Regions from separate parts of the Hordeum vulgare genome. Here region 2 is linked to region 1. The links are chromatin contacts, called in public Hi-C maps. All regions are on one chromosome and are shown on one strand. Each heading gives the region's core, a stretch centred on a gene start, on an enhancer-like site or on the middle of the called end of the contact. The rest is flanking DNA. Distances are from core to core; before and after follow the strand shown.

Region 1 (3,214 bases), core at 518-3,017:
TACCCACACATTGCACTCACACTTCATACCAAGGTGCAACACAAGCAACACAAGACAAGAACAAAATAAAATGATGTTATGCATGATGCCATGATGCAACAAGAGATGAAGTCAAACTTAAACTCTTTATTCAAATCCAACATGTTAACATAGGAAGGTTACCATACAAGGAAATATATCACAAGAGGGGGGAAGGTATTGCATTGGGGCTGTTACAAATGACTAATGAATGCATAGGATTGCAAAATCCTTTCTTTATTTTGTTTCCACAGGAAATGAGCTAAATATGGACGAAGTCAAACCATAACATGAAATGGAGTAAAGGAGGAGATAGAAGATATAAGGTGCAGGCGCCACTAGAAGAAACAACATGAAAGACGATGCATCATACGATACGAGTGGTCGTACGACGTGGATTCTGAGGCGTCTCATCCACCTAAACATACTTTATAAGGCGCTCGAGGACGAAAGGTTAATAGGAGAGCCGCGAGAGGAGCCACAAGACAGAATCATCTTCATCCGGTCTTTAACCCTAGCCGTTGTCATCTCCATAACCACCATAGTTCTTCCTTCTCTAGTCATACTTTTAGTCGTGTATCACACATGATATCCATTATAAGACATACTACGAGACAATCTATCTCCATGATGTGTTCTTCGTGTGATGTTATCTCCATGTGTAAGTAGTTCGGTAAGGTGTGGGTTTAGGCAAGAGCCTTGCAACCCGATGTATTTGTTGTAGGGATCAATGGAAGGGTTTTGAATTAACATCTCGTATGTGCGACATAAAATTGTTCCATATATGTCTCTTGTCACTTTCGCGTTCTTCATCCGTGCAGGTACCCAGGATCACGAAGAGCGAGTTATGAGGATACTAAGGGAAGGGAGATTGTGAAGAATTATTCTGAAGGCATCTCTCTCATGAGCATGGTAGCAATGGATGCACAAATTATTGTTGGGCAATCAATGGAAGATAAATAATTATATCGCTATTCATGGCATGGCCAATATGTAGTCATTACGTTCGTGATAAATAGACTGTTAAACTTACGGACGCCTACTACTATTATTGCACCAATCGACCGCCATCCATAATACATCTATGGTATTAAGTTCATAACAAACAGGATAATTTTTTAAGTAAGATGACATAATATAGACAAAGTAAGACCGAATAAAATGTTCAGACTCTGTCATTCTATCCTTAATAGCAACAATACAAATGCGTGTGTCGCTACTTCTTCTATCACATAGTGAGGATACCGCAAGCTTGAACGTATTACTAGGCACCACTCCCTTTAAAGATCTACTCATTTACTTGGCCAAAGTAAACTTACAGACCGAAAAGCATATACAATTATATGAAATTACACATAATAAATTTTAGATTGGATCAATTACTTTTAATGAATAATCTGAACATAAACTCATAATTCATCGGATCCAAAAAACACATAGCGAGGATTACATCGAATAGGTATTTGAAGAGATCGTTGTATTGAACTCATAATTCATCGGATCCAAAAAACACATTGCGAGGATTACATCGAATAGGTATTTGAAGAGATCGTTGTATTGAAGATGAAGATGAAGATGGAGATGAAGATCAAGAGAGATGAAGATGAAGATCAAGAGATATACCACAAGGCCACAAACCTTATGTGTTAATGCTTTGGAACTAGCAGGAGGCCCAGCCCAAATATCCAATTCCAATTCCAATCCAATTAGAAGAAAGAAAGAAAGAAAGGCTCCCTCTGCACCGCAAAACTCGCTCTTTTATTTTATTTTTTTGCTCTCCTTCTCCTTCTCCTTCCTCGCCACCGCCGCCGCCGCCGCCTGCTGATCTTTCTAGGGTTAGGGTTTGTGGCCGGAGCGTAGAAGGGGAGATCCGATTGGGTTGGTGGAATCGAAGATGGACGCGCAGCGTGCTCTGCTTGACGCGCTGATGGGGTCGTCGCGGGACCTGACGGAGGAGGAGAAGAAGGGGCACCGGGAGGTGTCGTGGGACGACCCCGACGTCTGCGCTCCCTACATGGCCAGATTCTGCCCCCACGACCTCTTCATCAACACCAAGAGCAACCTCGGAGTGTGCCCAAAGATCCACGACCCTGCGCTCAAGCAAAGGTTCTTTCTTTCTTTCTTTCCCCGATTCTTTCCATCTCGATTTCTTCCGATTCAATTCGAATCCATGAATGAATGAATGTTTACATGCCTGCAGCTTCGAGACCTCCCCCCGCTACGCCGCCGCCCTCCCCAAATTCGAGGCCGAGCTAGCCCACCGCTGCGAGAGGCTGGTAACTTCCTCTTTTCCTCCCCCCGCAAACACAGATTTTGCATCTTCTATCTACTCATTACACTATGCTATGTACTGTATGTGTTTGTTGTGGTTTATTTACCTATCCAGATTCCAACATATCTCTCCTTTTGCTGCTGCTGCTGCAGGTGCAGGACCTGGATAAGAAGATCAGGCGCGGCCGCGACAGGCTGGCGCAGGACGTCGTGGAGATGCCGCCTCCCGCCGCCCACGCCGAAAAGGTCGAGCAGCTCGCCATTCTCGAAGACAAGATCAAGAAGATGCTCGAGCAGATCGAAGAGCTCGGCGACACCGGCAAGATTGATGAGGCCACCGCGCTCATGAGGAAGGTAGTGCAAACCCCCTGTCCTTGTCCTTCTGATTGCCGGCTGATTGCTAGCCCTCGCGCTAGTTAAACCATGGTTCCTGATCCTGGCTTGCAGGTGGACATTCTCAACCTAGAGAAGTCGGCTCTCACCCACCAGATCGAGACCAAGCTCTCCATGGTCCCGCAGGAGAAGAAGATGGAGCTCTGCGAGCAGTGCGGCTCCTTTCTCGTCACCAACGACGTCCTTGAGAGGACGCAGTCCCATGTTACCGGCAAACAGCACATTGGTTACGGCCTGGTCAGGGAATTCCTCACCGAATACAAGGTCAGTAGTAACTAGTTGTTGCGCCACAAGACAACAATGTTCTTCTCTGCTTTATGAGACCATTTTTTTTTTGTTTTGAGAAATTATGAGACCAAGTTCTGATGGTAGTTGCTTTTTCAGGCTGCGAAAGAAGCGGACAAGCTTGCAAAGGAAAAGGAAGTAGAGGAGCGTCAGAACCGGGAGAGAGGATACCATAACAGAGGCCACCGCGACGACTATAGGGAGAGATCCAGGGAGCACGACCGTGACCGCTACTACGAGCGGAGCC
Region 2 (3,214 bases), core at 512-3,011, 200 kb before region 1:
GCAGTTCTGGTATTCATGCTTTTCATGTGTTGCGTGTGGTCTACTTGGAATGTTCCAAGCGGCAGTACCGCTCCCTGGAGTGGTACAACCTATTATCATCGGTAGTATCGCCGGGGCCAGCGGTAGTACTTCTCCAGGGCGGTAGTGGCCCAGCTTGTACCGCTGGCCAGTACCGTTGTCCATAGGTTTCGACTCTTTTGGTGTCAGACTTTGCGGTATAAATGAGCGGTAGTACCGCCAATTGGGCGGTAGTACCGCCTATTACTACCGCGTCGGAAAACTCTTGGTTCTTTTGGGCTGGGACCGCAACTTTTCCTCGAGCGGATGTAGGAGGCGGTGCTACTCTTATGAGCGGTAGTACCGCTCCTGACAGTGGTAGTATCAGCCTCTGCCTCCCTCATTGAGTGCTGCCCTCTGCCCCAGTGGCAGTACCGCTCCTGACAGTGGTAGTATCAGCCTCTGCCTCCCTCATTGAGTGCTGCCCTCTGCCCCAGTGGCAGTACCGCTCCGTGGAGCGGTAGTACCGCTCATGTGCGGGATTAGGGGGTAATGGTTGGATTTTCCCCTTCCTATAAAAGGGTCATTTCTTCCCCATTGAGCCCTATCCTTTGAGCTCATGTTCTCCCTCCATTATTGACCTTCTTCGAGCTTGCTAACTCTCAATACCTCCAATGATTCTTGCTAGTTCTGGAGGGAAAAGAGCGAGGAGATCTAGATCCACATTTCCACCAATCACTTTCTCCTCTATGTGAGGAGAACCCCTTGGATCTAGATCTTGGAGTTCTTCGTGTTATTCCATAACGTCAGTTGTTGTGGAGGGATTTAGGAGAGAAGGACTTGGGCACTCTGTGTGCCCCTGCCATTGCATTTGATGCCTAGATTTGAGTTCTCCACGGTGATACGTGGAAGTGAAGTTTGAGAAGCTTATTACCCTTGTGTGCTTGGTACCCTAGAGATTTGTTTTTCATGGATGCTCTGGCGTCCTAGAAGTTTGGTGGTGCATCGGAGCCCAATTATTGTGTTGTAACGCTCCGGACAAGCAAGTCTCCGTCAACGTGTCAATTTGTGGTGCTGTTGTTTGAGAAGTAGGAGTATACCCCGTTCAGAAATGTATGATGAAGATTTATGAGGACATCCCTAACTTTGCCATTGCATTGTCTATGTTGTCCAACGATTTTTCAATGGCAACTAGCCCGATGGTCAGGGTTAGGGTATGCATCATGATGGGATCGACAACACTGTCAAGAGTAGAATGTGAGAGTGAGCTCGTGAGACGGTATTGAGATGCTTTCAAAAGTAGATCGAGGGAGGGCACCTCAAGAACTCGTTCAATAATGACAAATACACCTGTTTGTTTGTTTGTTTGTATATTTTATTTATGATAATAAATAATATCAATTTTTTTTTAAATTTTTTGCTGAAATAATGTGAGGTACCACAAAATCCTAGAGGGATACACACAGGACACTAGCAGTAGTCGTATCTTCTAGGTTAAGAAAAGGAAAGGAAAAGAAAAGAGAGGAGAGGGTTAGAATCCATCGGACGGCGGCGTGGTTATGATGTTGGATCGGACGGCGCAGCCTAATCCTTGATCCATCCATCCCATCCCATCCATCCTCTGGCTTTGGCTTTGGGTTTGGGCTTGAGTGAGTCCAACCCTGCTTGCTTCTCCATCCGTCCCCTACCTTCCCCCTGACTCCCGGCCGCCGCCGCCGACTATCGACCGCCGCCCCCGCCCCCGCCCCCGCCCCCGAGGAAGAGGAGGAAGAGGGGATGTCCGCCGGCCAGCCGAGGAAGCGTCCCGCGAACCCGCACCCGCACCCGCCCAACCACCACCACCAGCAGCAGCACAGATCGAGCAAGCGTCCGAGGCCCGACCACCCGCCCCGCTCCCCGCTGCTCACCCTCAGCTCCCACATCCACCTCCGATGGGATGAACGCTCCAAGCGGGCCCTCCCCGCCGACGACCAGATCGGACTCCCCTGGCGCCACCTCGCCCCCTTCCTCGACTCCCCGCCCAGGAGACCACGCGCCCGAGCCCGAGCCCTCGCCGACGTCGCCCCCGTCCCCAGGCGGATTTTCTCCCTCGCCCACATCCCTCTCCTCGGAGGCCTGCTCTCCTACCAGGTGGGTACCTCCCCCTCCCCCTCCTTGTCAAGTCTACTTTTAGACTATAAATTAATTATGGATATGGATGCTTGATTGTGGCTGCTTTTTTCGTTATTAGGTCTGGGACGCCTGCCTAACGGAGGCCGACAGGAAGTTCCTTGCTCGATTTCTTCCGGACGCCGACGCCGAGGAAGCGGTCCAGGATTTGCTCTCAGGGGAAAATCACCACTTCGGGAACCCTCTCCAAACCTGGCAAGTACTCCCATACCACTTTTTTTTTTTTGCTTTCTTACTTTCAAACTTCACATCATGACTGCTATGATGCAATCCTTGTGCATCTGCTACATTTTTTAAACCAAACTTATTTTATTTATTTTATTCATTCAACAAACGTGGACTAGGAATTTTGCTTGCACAATGCCTTTTTTCTTATGCAAAAACATAATTGCATTACCACCAAATAAATGCCTCTGCTTCTGCACCTGCTCTTAAGACAAATTTGCTGTCTGCTGTGTCACGATTCTCTGCTCACCTACTTCACAATTTCTGTTGCACTCCAGGTCCTCTGCTCTTTGCTCTGGTGATCTTCATCCAGACGCTGTGCTTAACAAGGACCAGCAAATCACAGCTCATAAGAAGGCATACCATGCACAGCTCAACAACTACCATACCGAGTATGTCCAAACGCAAATAATCTACTCCATTCTGCTCATATTGCAATTAATTGCCCACTGCAATTCTGTCTTCCCCTAATAACAACACCCTAATTATGCAGCATGGCCGAAACCGTCACCAGGTGGAGGGACAAATGGTTAACTTGTGACAATCCAAAAACCTTGTTCAGGTTATTCTCCCTCCCTCACATTTTATTTATTCAATGCTTTTGTTTCTACATCTTATCGGCCCCTTCATCCCCAAAATGACCTACATGTGGAACACACGCTACTTGATGCTCTTGGCAACCTTTGAATAGTTTTATGATTCACTGAGATTTTAAGTAGTTTCCTTTTAAGCATCTAACTTTTCGAGCCCCTTTCTAGTCCTTCAGCTTCTGGCTCGCCACCTAGCCTTTATGAGTTATCATTGGATTGCCATTTCCTTTTTT

What was found. Hi-C and Micro-C count contacts between places; a contact is called where the count stands out from the background.
Region 2: a contact with region 1 is called in a Hi-C map of leaf, with 4 times the contacts expected there. The contact joins the promoter of LOC123395283 here to the promoter of LOC123395276 in region 1. A contact is called at or near these places in 2 of 6 Hi-C or Micro-C datasets (leaf and seedling) and 1 of 1 datasets of contacts at active chromatin or transcription factors (embryo).

Annotation. Positions count from the first base shown.
Region 1 is chr5H:587,267,640-587,270,853 of MorexV3_pseudomolecules_assembly, reverse strand. LOC123395276 (luc7-like protein 3) reads left to right here and starts at 1,767. Exons shown (of 7, transcript XR_006609692.1): 1 at 1,767-2,124; 2 at 2,219-2,294; 3 at 2,443-2,643; 4 at 2,737-2,946; 5 at 3,067-3,214.
Region 2 is chr5H:587,469,259-587,472,472 of MorexV3_pseudomolecules_assembly, reverse strand. LOC123395283 reads left to right here and starts at 1,761. Exons shown (of 8, transcript XM_045090263.1): 1 at 1,761-2,127; 2 at 2,228-2,361; 3 at 2,670-2,783; 4 at 2,885-2,953. The coding sequence starts at 1,774.